Linked DNA regions of Mus musculus: regions 2, 3 and 4 are each linked to region 1. A link is a contact called in public HiChIP or PLAC-seq and promoter capture Hi-C data. All regions are on one chromosome and are shown on one strand. Each heading gives the region's core, a stretch centred on a gene start, on an enhancer-like site or on the middle of the called end of the contact. The rest is flanking DNA. Distances are from core to core; before and after follow the strand shown.

Region 1 (2,945 bases), core at 239-2,738:
CCAAAAAACCACTTCTACTTCAAAAAAGAAAAATTCAAAGGAAGGAGGGGTTGTTTATCTGATTTTATGACGTCAAAATACATTTGGAAAAGGAAATATGCCTCAGTGACATTAAGTGAAAAAGCACTATCCAGTCAGAAAACTAAAAGTGGTTTTAATGGGTGGCTTAACGAGAATTTGGAATGTGTATGAAAGGCTGTGAGAGGAGTAAGGAACGCCTACAAAAGATACTGCACTTCAACACTGACCACCTTTCATCCTACATAGCCTGACTAGCAACCACCATTACAAATGTCAAGATCAATATAGTACCCCACCTTCTTCCAGTAATAAGCTCAGATTTCTTGGTATGGTAACCACAATTATGACCGAAAGGGAAACGTATGCAAGATAATAAGGAAAACACCACACATTAGAGCCATTTTGGGAAAACACGATAATTTGCTCGCGGAATTTAGACACACGCTATTCAATAAAAGGAACCCGGTCAACCCCTCCCGCGTCAGTCAAGGGCACCTCATTTAAGACCAAACCTGCCTTCTTTCTTTCTCCTAGAGCTCGTCTCCCGTCATCTCCCTAAACCTGTACCGGAAGATACACATGGGGGAGGGGGCTGGAATCAGGAACAAAAACTGGGATGTGGACAGCATCGGGAGGAAGAGGAAAGGGACGACACCACTTACCTGTCCCAAAGGCTTTGGCCACCAGCCAGGCCAGATTGCAGGCGATTTTGGCCCTGGAGAAGTCATAGTGGTCAAAGGGTTTGATGGCTGGAACAATGAACGTCCTTCTCATCTCCCGCGGGTCTGCAGCATCCCCCATCTTTCACGGCGGCTGGTTGGGATGGAGGGACGACGGCCTTCACATGGTGTGGCGGAGAGAGGAGTTCAGATCGTCCGCGCCGGTCGCGGCCCTCCCGGGCGCCGGGCACGGAAAAGCTCAGCTGTGCTCGTCGCGAGTCCGCCGCCCGCGGGAGCCGCCGCGGCCCCGGGCATAGACGTGAGGCGGCACCCGGCCGCGCTCGCTCCGGCCCGGGTCTGCCCCTCCGCCTCCCCTTTGTCTCCGTTTAGTCACACGGGCTCGCAGGAGGGTGGCGGCTGAGAGGGCCCGGAATGCTCGGGCGGGGGCAGCCTGGACGATCACGTCGCGGACAGTGTCCCCGCCATGGCGGAGCGCGCACGCCCCGCCTCACTCACGGCCGCCCCTCGGGCCGCGGGACCCGCCGCGGAAAACGTCAGAATCGCTGCAGCGCGCGAGCCGCCCGCGGCCCGGCGCTTCTCCGGCGCTCCGATCGCCGCCGCCCGCCTCCTCGGCGCAGCTCAGGGCCAAGGCAGCGGCCTGGGGGAGGCCGCAAATCAAATCACGGGCCCTCGGCTCCTGCCTTATCGGGCTTGTCCTCGTATTTTCCGCTACCCCTCCCGTGGCCGGACGCCTCGCTCCCCTTCAGCCGCCGCCGCCGCCGTCGCTGCGGTTTTCCGGCTGCGGCACTGGATGGAAAGAGCAGATGGGAACACTGAGCATGCGCCTGGCGCGCCCGGCCCCGCCCCCGCCGCTGTCTTGCGCCGCCATGCGCACTGAGCATGCCCAGCCTCGCTGCCGCCCGCGATGGGCTCCGCGCCCCTATCCATTAATCAGCACAGTGCCCGCTGGATTGGACGTTCTGTACATCCGCAGCTTTGGGCTGCTGCCGCCGACACTGCTGGACGAGGGAAGGAAAGAAAGGGAGAGGAGAGGCTTTTCTCCTCCCGCTACACGTGGTTCAGCCAAGAGAATTGATATTTGTTTCAAATGCTGCTTATGTCACACGCGTATTGCTGAGAATTTGCCTTGCACACCCATTTAATCCTTGCAGTAACCCTGAGAGAGGTGATACAGCTGGTTGACCACGAAATTATGGAGGGATGCAGTAACTTAAGTCACCCATGGGGTTTAACCAGGGTTGAAGGTCAGGTTTAAACTCTCCAAAGCTGTATACATTTCACGTCATGACGTTTTAACTTGATACTCCCCACTTAAGTTTTCTAAGTGAAGGATCCGGTTTTTTGGTACCTTCTGTTTCCTCGTAGAAAGAAACATAAACCCTTCCACAAAGAACATCCACAATTATGATTTGTCGCAGTTCGTCTTGCCAGAACTCTCTCCGTTCCCCCACATGGGTATGCTTTCTCAGAGCTGTGCGCTGCCTGTCTCTGTGGTCTCTGTCCACAGTAGTCACTCCCTCCAGAAAGCCTTCCCTGATACTGCCAACTTCCCGTGCAGAACTGATTCCAGAGCAATGTATGTCCTTTATGTCATAACTTGTCACACTGCATTCCAACCACCAACTGTCTTTAGCTTTCAAGCTGACTTGCCTTGTCTCTGACACCTATATGATGCTAAACCTCACAGTAGTTGCTCTATCAATGTCTAGGGTCAAAGGGAGAATGTTACTGTAGTTAACACCGAGTTTGGTTAACTTTCTAATTCCCCACTTCTTGTTTTAACACATCTGATTTTAATTTATGTAATCCTGGGTGGTTTTCATTTTACAGATGAGAGAGCTAAGAGTCAGAAAAGCCTCTTAAATTGCAGATATAGTAAAGGCATAGTCACAGTCTGAACCCAGAACTATCTTACTTTGTACGACTAGGGCCTCCCTATTATCATCAGCCGTTAAGATGGGAGACATATGAAACATGAGGGGAGGCGTTTTGATCCCTACTATCGAAAAGGGCAGCTCCAGGAGCAAGCCCCTCCCTTTTGATTTCTGTTTAATCCCCAGAAACACTCCTCCTTGAACCCAATAAGGCATTACAGATAAGCCCCACTAACAATGCCAAGCAGGAAAAAAGGCACTAGAAATAATATGCCATTGGGTGATTGGCATATTTTTTTAGTAATTCAATTAATATTAATAGGGTTTTTCTCATGGGCAAGCCCCTTTGAAAAATTAATGTATTAACTGG
Region 2 (2,945 bases), core at 204-2,703, 430 kb before region 1:
AAACAAAGGTTAGCATATTTCTTACTGGGAATCCTTTGTATGAAAATTTCACTCTAAAATTCCCACCTGTAACACCTTGTCAGGTGCACTTTCCACCTTCAGCTTCAGGGACCTGGTCCCTTTCTCCTGGCCTCCCCCAAACTGAGGCTTGTCACTCACACATCAGGGCCATCGGGGAGGACAGGACTGGAAGCCCAAACTCACTGTGAAGAGGGCTCAGTTGAGACTGGGAGTGGTGCCCCCCCAATCCATTTTGGTTCCGGTTTGACACTATTTTCTACTTAAGGTGGGTCAGGGGAAGGGGGCTCTGTATTAAGGATTAGAGAAAGAGAGTGAGCACTCACACCTCCTTCCTTGTTAACAGAGAACTGGCCCCATGATAGTCTTCTAGTCAGATTTGCATCTTTGGTTTGGTTAGAGACTCTATGTAAAATATCAAGGGATCCCAGGGACGTGTGTGTGTGTGTGTGTGTGTGTGTGTGTGTGTGTGTGTGTGTGTGTGTGTGTAGGGGGCGCTCCCTGACCCCCCCCCCAATTCCATAATGCCTCTCCTGAACCAAACTCCATCACAGTAATTGAGTCGCTCCCTTTCCTCCTTCAAACACCACCTTCACTAGGGTTATTGTCTCTCTCCTATTGGGCGCAAGCCGGTTTTGACGATTGCAAAGCCTGAGGAACATGAATGAGAGGATGTGGGGAGAGGTAGGCGAGAGCACCCGGGTCTGAAACTTTAGGACAGACACTTGAAGATAATCGGAGGCTGGTGCCCCTGAAGCAGGACTGGGAAAAGAGAGCCATCTGGATTCAGGAGTTAATCCCAGCTGTGTCCCCCAGTGAGCTACCCATCCTGACCCACAGCGTGCCATCAATCCCCAGCAGCAGGCTAGCTGGGGGCGGCCGGGTCCACCCTGTGGCAATGGCCTGACTGCTGAGATGTGGGCACTCTTCACAGACTCCGTCAAAGCGGGCTGACATTCAGTCCCCAACGGGGCGACGGAAGCGCATCGGGAGGGACGCACCGTCCCAAGGGCTCCGCGCGCAGCCCGCGCGCCTTTACCTCGGTTGGAGTGACTCAAGGTGGACGACTGGGAAGACTTGGACTTCTGCCGTTTGACGGTCATCATCACTTGCTCCTGCACGCGCTGCCTGCCCGACGTGCCGGTCTTCATCTTTTGGTCAGAGGGCAAAGCCAGCGTGGAGTTGTCCTGGTCCTGGAAGCATTCGTACGCCAGCGCGGTCTTGAGCGGAGAGTGGTTCATGGTGGCGGGAGGCGCGGGCCAGGGGAGCCGAGGGTGCGAGTGCGGGCCAGGGGAGCGAGAGTGCGAGCCGGGGTGCGAGCGAGCGCCTGTTCTCCTCTCAGCGGCTCCCTTTGGCCATAGAGCGCTGGTCCGCGTGAGGGCTCCCGGCTGCTGCTCCTGGCGCCTCCGCCCCGGCTCGTCCCTCAGTAGGCACTGGCCGGACCCGCCCTCCGTCAGACAGGATATACCACCCCTGCCCTGCGCCACCCACTCCGCAGGCCGCCGCTCAGACGCGAGCTGCAGGGCACTGTGGCTGCCAGGAGGGAGCTGGGGTGTGTGTGCTGGGCGGCGGGGAGTGCCCGGTGTGCAATGCTCCCAGGCTCGTCCTTCCTCTCCAGGTGACGTCCAGGGGAGACGCCCCTGGGTCCTGCTTCTGCTGCCTCCAGGAGAAAGTGCGTGCTCAGCTAAGGACCAACGGGGGACCTCTGTCGAGGAAAAGGGAGCTCTTCTAGCTCAGTTCCCCCTCTCCGCCTCCCCTCGCCCCCTAAAGCAAAGCGACCCTCAAGCATTGAGATCATGTCAGAGACCAGCCCTGTTCCTTGGGAGCTCTCAGGCTGATGGATGAGGGATCTTTTGCCACTGGCCAAAGAGAGTGCCTTTAGCTTGAAGGGAGTGAAGTCAGGGGCAGGGGCAAGGCAAGACTTAAAAAACAAAACAACCCACAAAGTAACACTCACTTGTGGATACACCCAACACAGAAATCCTGTCAATAATGGACCTTCTCTGAAAAGGCATGTACTACCCCCACACCAATGCCTGGCGTCCAATGAGAAGTTGAGATAAACACTAACTTGAAACCTACTCAGACCCTTACTGGAAAAACTCCCTACTATGTGCCAAGGACTGTGTGTGTTCTCTTCTATGTGCACACAACCTTGGGATGTGTGTGGGGATGTTTCAAGCATGTGGCACCCTCCTGAGCGATGGAGGGTGACACAGCAGTGCATTTGGTGTGTGACAGCAGCTGAGTCTTAAAAGCACTTTGATGGCAATCTTTCTTAAAGGCATCACACCCTGCTTTACCCACTGAAGCTATACTGGAAATATCTTATGCATTTCTTGATGCCTCGGGTTTCTGGTTCTGGGTGTCCATCACTGATGTGCGCAGCCGTGACATCTTGTCAGCTTAGGTTGAGGGTCTCAGTGACTGAATGCCGTTGGTTTTGCCTTCAGGTGTAGCTGTACCTTGTTGCCCACAGGAGTCCTCTTCTGCTTGCTCCTTTAATCTGCATAGAAATCACAAAGTAAGACTGGTTGCTACTTATGCACCAAGGAGACTGACTGCAACCCCGTGATGGTTGTCACCTCTCTTCCAGAGAGGTGGGTACCACATACAGGCAGCTCGGCTGTTCTCCAGACGTCAGTCACAGGAACCACCTGCACAGCAGATTGCTATAAAGCAGACCTTAGCTTCCTCTAGAAACAGTGCTATACTTGAGGGTTGTGTTCTTAAAACAAACAAACAAACAAACAAACAAACAAACAAACGAGACAGATGTGAGCCCAAACATGCCATTGTTGGTGACTAAAGTGAGACACCTTCAATCCATTATCACCACTCCACGTTTGAGAGTCTGCATCCAGCCACAGACTGCTGTACACATCACAGCCTGGCCCCACATGTTAATGGTAAGAAGAGAGGCAGCT
Region 3 (2,945 bases), core at 186-2,685, 350 kb after region 1:
TTAACTCTTCCTCTCAGGGTGAAGAGAAATGGCAGTCCCCAATGCTTCTTTAATCTCAGTTAGTCACGGGCATACTTAACTCTCCTTCACGCAAAGCTTTTATTTATTCGACAAATACTTGCTGAGCACACCCCTTTTAAAACAATGTTTAACTCTGTCTCTGTGGTTAGGGAAGTGCATTCGGTGCCTGCCCTCAGCTCTCATCCTTTGGTTGCGATGGCCTTTGGTGACTGTGAGGGGAGAAAGGGAAGAGGTCCCATCCTTGGGTGCTTAGTGCAGCGGGGAGGTTTTGGAGGTAGGACCTGGCTCCTCAGACTGGGACACACCCACCTCCTACTTTGCGAGGCTTTGATCTTTGTGTCTGTGCCTCTGACCTCACTTCACATTGTAAAATGCTTCCGCAGGCGCCCTCTTCCCCTTCCAGCCCAACTTTCCATTTCCTCTGTCTTCTGTCCCAGGTGTTAAAGCTGTATTAACTAAAGATGGGCCAAGGGCACCGGAAAACCAGCTCTTGGCACTTAGGGCGTGTGCCCCAGAGCCAGCATACTTCAGGCTTTACATAGCCACTTTTTTTTTTTTTTTTTTTTTTTTTTTTTTTTTTTTTGAGACAGGGTTTGTATAGCCCTGGCTGTCCTGGAACTCTGTAGACCAGGCTGGCCTTGAACTCTGCAATCAGCCTGCCTCTGCCTCCCAAGTGCTGGGATTAAAGGCATGTGGCACCACTGCCCGGCTACGTAGCCAATTTAATCTGCTCTAGAAAAAAACCTTTCTTTCAAAAGCCAGGTACCTTTTATTCTGTTTCACAGATAGAAACCTTGAAGCTCAGAGAGGTGAAACAATTTGCCCAAGGTCTATTAAACAGAGGAGACTGGACTCTGAATTCAGACTGCAACTCCTGTTTGTAAGCTCTCAGTCATGTAGGTCAAGTGCCAGGCCAAGGAATTGGCATATTCTGTAATGCCAGGAAAGAGGTGAGTAGGAAGCGAGGCTACCTCACCCTGTCTCCCCTGGAAAACTGGTAGTGACAGACCAATGGATTTTGGATTTGAGCATTTCCCACCAAAGGACATAAATTCTAACAGGTAGGAAGTTCGGTGGTAGAGGAAAGCCAGGCATGCCTGAGGCCCAGTCCCCTCCATCAAAAACAAACGGACATCCTGACTTCTGACTACTCCTGGAGTAAGCAAGGGATAATTACCCACAATACCTGGGGCTGTGAATTCAGCAGAACTGACCAGACAGGCAAGGCCTAAGGTACAGGTGGAATGTTAATGACGATGCTAGAGAAAAGGGAGTGTCCAGTAAGTTTGGGGACCGCTGAGTGAGAGGCTTGTAAGATGTGGGCCTGGTGGATTCCTGTGCACAGCAGGGGGTTAGCCACCGCCCTGGGTCAGCAGGCACCTCTAAGGAGGAATGTTCCGAGGAATCAGTTTGGGAATGTGGCTTCAGGCCTGGCCGTTTCCTCTTTGTTTAGTTAGCGATTACCAAACACTTTTGTGTGGGTGCGGATCGGGCTACCGGACTGCCTTGAATCTCTGCTGCTTGCGCCCCGAAAAGGAAGAGGATCAGTACCACGTGACCACCGGCGGCAAGCTCCGTTAGGAAAAGATGTGAAGGTTAGTGAAACAAGATCATACTGGAGTTTTTTACAGAGCCTGGTGACTCAGGGATGGCTCGGTAAAAATACCTGTAGACTGAGGTCGTAGAAGCCGTCCTTGGTGACTAAGGTTTCACGTATCTCAGTTTGTCAAATTCTTTGTTAAGTGGTTCAAAACATTGAGAAAGACCTTAGGGCCCTAACAGAAACTTTCTTCTCAATGACACAGGAGGTCTCGGACTCTGAGTCAGTGGCCCTGGGCTCCAGAGCAAAGTAAGCATGGGAATGCATGGAATTTATTTGTAGTTTGCAGGAAATAAAGTGTTATTGTTAGGGACGTTTCCTGTCATAAACACACACACACACACACACACATATACATCAACACTTTAATTTGGCTTTAAAATAGCAACCTTAGATGTTGTTTTTGATCCAGGAACGTATGGGAAACCCCAAATTATATGTGTTTTGTGTTTTCTTTGCCTTTTTTGAATTTGTGGTGTAAGAATTCTCCATATTTCTCACAGATAGGATGTTAGATGTTTCTAGTTTCTTGGTGCTGTGCACGTAAAGATGTATGACTTCACTGTATGTGTGTGTGTAGGTGACACTGCAGTATAAATAGGGAGATTCTAGAGAGTTCTGTGATGCATTAGATATGAAAAACTAGCCTTTTGAGGCTGATGTGTAGCTCTGTGTCCCAGTACAAAAAGAGCAAAAAACTTAAAAAAATAAAACAACCTGGCGCACACCTTTAATCCCAGCACTCGGGAGGCAGAGGCAGGCGGATTTCTGAGTTCGAGGCCAGCCTGGTCTACAAAGTGAGTTCCAGGTCAGCCAGGGCTATACAGAGAAACCCTGTCTCGAAAAACTAAACAAACAAACAAACAAACAAAAAACCAACCCAAAACTAATAATAGCACTGGGACTCCCAATTAGGGAGGAAACTATTTATGTATGACATTCTCAAAAAGAAAATTTTAATTAAAAAAAAGAAAAGAGTGCTCACTTCGGCAGCACATATACTAAAATTGGAATGATACATCCTGGCCCCTGCTGCAAGGATGGCATGTAAATTTGTGAAGCGTTTCATAAATTAAAAAAAAAGAAAAGAAAAGAAAAGCAAGGTGGAGGGTGGTAAGCCTGCTTGGGGTGTGCCGGCGGGGGGGTGGGGGGTGGGGTGGGGGGCTTGGCAGAGTGCAGGATGTGGGGGTGGTGTGCGGGGGGGGGGGGGGGAGGGCGGGCGGGGGAGGTGCTGGGAAGGGAAGAAAGTCCAGCCTTCCTCCCCAGTGCTTCCCAAGGTTTTGGAAACTATCTTAGGGACTTTTCTTCTTGAGAGAGCAACACA
Region 4 (2,945 bases), core at 297-2,796, 300 kb before region 1:
ACCAGGGAATGGCTACGTGTAATTATGCCCCACCCTGGCAAACCCAGTTTTTGGCCTAATCCTCTTTCTTGGTTATTCAGACAGGATTTATGAAGCATCTATTACATACTAGGGACATGGCTCAGCTTGGCCAGGTACAGAGTGAGTTCCAGGACAGTGAAGGTTACACAGAGAAATCCTGTCTCCAAAAGCCAAAGGGGAAAGAAAAAGATAGAAAAAAGAAAAGAAAAGAAAAGAAAAAAAGAAGACACCTTGTAAGGTGCCATAGAGGAGAAAGCCAAGAGGGTTTGAGACCCATATGTCCTCCTGGACCCATGTGACCTGGGACAGGGAAGGGGAAGGTGACAACAGTCTGCGGGGCAGGAAGCTTTGAAATAGCTAACCCCCAGGGCTTTGTAATCAGGGTTATCTTTCATTCACCAGAGAGGGGCTTGGGCTAACTTGAGATAGTTGCTCCAACTCCTCCTGCTAGTTCGATTAGCTCCGTTAAACAATGGTATTACAGTTAAATGTGTCTCTGTATGGATATGTGCAGGTGGACACAGTGCTCTTGGAAGCAAAGGGACTCTGATCCTCTATAGTGAGTGTTACAGGCAGTTGTGAGCTCCTGGCTGCTGGAAACCCAGTCCTCTGTAAAAAGCAGTACCTGCTTTTAATCACAAAGCCATCTCTCTAAACCCCCTGTCCCAGTAGACTGTCTCAAGTTTTAGTTGTCAGGCCCTGGAAGGTAGCCTTGAGGAGATGATCTGAATTCTCAGAGGAAATGATATTAATGGCTGCCGTTATCTGCCAGGCCAAGTACCGGGTGCTTTGGAATGTGTTTGTACTCTTTTGGTTCTCATCTTAGGAACTATAAAGGATGTTTTCTGTCTCTCCAAATATGGAATTCTGACTCTAAGATGTATGTCACTTGACTATTGAGGAGTGAACCCTAGATTTGAGCTCAGACCAACAGTTCTCCAAATCCCCGCCCTCTTTCCTCTTGATTGTTTCTGGAGATAGGAGTACCACAAAGGCCTTTCCTTAGTGATATGTTCACTTTTCTCTACTTTTAGCAAAGTTCTGGGAACTCTTCTGCTGAGCTGACGGGCTCTCCGCCTCTGCCCACATCCCCCGCAGATCCGGGATCCTGCAAAAAGATCCAGTGAGGAACAAGAATTGGGCGCTGGGGGAATCTGGTCATGGAGGCTCGCAGCTAGAGCCAGGGGCAGTGCTGGCGGCCTTGGACTGCAGGAAGAGGCAAGACTCTCAGTCCAGGAGGACCAGGCAGGGAAGAGGGAGAAAGTGCTCAGATTGCTCAACACATGTCACCGCAGGCGCGACCACAGCAGATACCTGCTGTGCCTCTGCTAGCTGCTGCACTTGTCCAGAGCTATGACTCACATTAAGGAGTCCAAGCCAACCCAAAAAGGCAAAATGAAGCCTTAGCAACTCGCAGCACCCCAGAGTGCTAGCAATGTGACTTGTCCCCTTTGTCAGGACCACACAGAGCCCGTGCAGAGGCCTTTCAGAGGGCCTCACTCTGGGTCCAGCTCCACGAGGCACAATGAACAGTAACTTCTGCCGAGCTCTGGTGGACCGTGGGCCCCCGGGGGGCATGCAGCTAGGTGTCGTGGCCCCTGCTGGACAGACGCCGCTGGCAGCCACCGAACCCTTGAGCAACGTACCCTTTCTATTGTACCCCGGCCACTCCGAGCCGCCTTACTACGACGCCTACACTGGGGTGTTCCCCTACGTGCCCTTTCCCGGCGCCTTCGGGGTTTACGACTACCCGTTCGAGCCTGCCTTCATCCAGAAGCGCAACGAGCGAGAGCGGCAGCGCGTCAAGTGCGTGAATGAGGGCTACGCGCGCCTCCGCGGCCACCTCCCCGGCGCCCTGACTGAGAAGCGGCTCAGCAAGGTGGAGACACTGCGCGCCGCCATCCGCTACATCAAGTACCTGCAGGAGCTGTTGAGCGCCACCCCCGACGGCGCGCCACCTCCCGCCACCTCCCCGCCGCCCGCCCACACGGGCCACAGCAACGTGCCGCAGCCCTCTTCCTTGGTGGCCGAGTCCAGTGGATCCCCCTTTTCCTCGTCGCCTTTTTTGGAGTCGGAGGAACCCAGCCTTTGATCTGGCCAGAGGCCTGGACTTGCCCCTCTAGGGAACAGCTTTGGGGGCTTCTGGGTCATCTGTGCGGGACAAAGAACAGTGGTGTTCGAGGTCTGTGATCCCACCTCCACCCACTTGAGCCAGATGTGAGGGCCTGGGGTAGAGATGGCGAGATACGGATCCCAGGAGCTGATGTCTGCGGTGAGGAGCAGAGCCCTGGACAGCTCCTGGACCAGCCTCAGCGAAGCTCTGCTGTCCACCACACCAAGTCCCCTGGAAGTCAGCCACACTTTCTGTTATGCCTGAACCTTCCACAAGATGGCCTCAAATACTAGCGAGGAGCTTGATGGCCTCTAAAGAGCAGGAATTCTGAGGGAGGGACGAGGGAAGTGAAGACAGGCAGCTGCTTGCATTCAGCACCCTGGAGCTGACAGACTTAGGGGAAGTGTGTGTGTGTGTGTGTGTGTGTGTGTGTGTGTGTGTGTGTGTGAGAGAGAGAGAGAGAGAGAGAGAGAGAGAGAGAGAGAGAGAGAGAGAGAGAGAGAGAGGGAGGGAGAGGTCGCTGGTGCCCATTGGCTTCCTTGACAGCGAGTGATCACCTCCCCTCTCCCACCCTTCAGTCTCTTCTGGACTTAACGCCTCCCCCACCCCAAGACTTGTAAGCTTCTAGGGTCCACTGACATTGTGTTTACATCAAGGACTAAATAAAAAGGGATTGTTGAATTTTGTGATTCCTGAATTATTGTCTATGCCCACCCTCCACCTTGCAATGTTTGCTAGCTGGTGCAGTCACCTAACATTTCCAGAGAGATTAGTGTGTATGCTGAGACTGAATATGGGAGAGGCCAGGGTT

What was found. Promoter capture Hi-C pulls out the DNA fragments that hold promoters and counts their contacts. HiChIP or PLAC-seq counts read pairs in DNA pulled down with a chosen protein or histone mark.
Region 2: a contact with region 1 is called in a promoter capture Hi-C map of fetal liver, with 2.5 times the contacts expected there. The contact joins the promoter of Pkp1 here to the promoter of Camsap2 in region 1. A contact is called at or near these places in 2 of 39 promoter capture datasets (fetal liver and stem cell-derived epiblast-like cells).
Region 3: a FOXA1 HiChIP or PLAC-seq map of pancreatic cancer cells shows a contact between it and region 1. The contact joins the promoter of Platr22 here to the promoter of Camsap2 in region 1. A contact is called at or near these places in 1 of 39 promoter capture datasets (liver), 1 of 484 Hi-C or Micro-C datasets (LSK cells) and 3 of 115 datasets of contacts at active chromatin or transcription factors (extraembryonic endoderm stem cells, memory CD8 T cells and pancreatic cancer cells).
Region 4: a contact with region 1 is called in a promoter capture Hi-C map of embryonic stem cells, with 4 times the contacts expected there. The contact joins the promoter of Ascl5 here to the promoter of Camsap2 in region 1. A contact is called at or near these places in 12 of 39 promoter capture datasets (the 3T3-L1 cell line, the HPC-7 cell line, HPC-7-derived erythroid cells and 7 more), 1 of 15 datasets of contacts at CTCF or cohesin (large pre-B cells), 9 of 484 Hi-C or Micro-C datasets (the G1E-ER4 cell line and embryonic stem cells), 14 of 115 datasets of contacts at active chromatin or transcription factors (the SCID.adh cell line, embryonic hindbrain, embryonic stem cells and 5 more) and 1 of 9 other capture datasets (embryonic stem cells).

Annotation. Positions count from the first base shown.
Region 1 is chr1:136,344,616-136,347,560 of GRCm38.p6, forward strand. It overlaps Camsap2 (calmodulin regulated spectrin-associated protein family, member 2), which reads right to left and starts at 1,489. Exons shown (of 18, transcript NM_001347109.1): 1 at 684-1,489. The coding sequence starts at 822.
Region 2 is chr1:135,917,754-135,920,698 of GRCm38.p6, forward strand. It overlaps Pkp1 (plakophilin 1), which reads right to left and starts at 1,454. Exons shown (of 14, transcript NM_019645.3): 1 at 1,058-1,454. The coding sequence starts at 1,259.
Region 3 is chr1:136,694,776-136,697,720 of GRCm38.p6, forward strand. It overlaps Platr22 (pluripotency associated transcript 22), which reads left to right and starts at 1,436. Exons shown (of 5, transcript NR_037986.1): 1 at 1,436-1,616. It also overlaps the pseudogene Gm24086.
Region 4 is chr1:136,049,258-136,052,202 of GRCm38.p6, forward strand. Ascl5 (achaete-scute family bHLH transcription factor 5) reads left to right here and starts at 1,547. Exons shown (of 1, transcript NM_001270609.1): 1 at 1,547-2,113. The coding sequence starts at 1,547. The coding sequence ends at 2,113.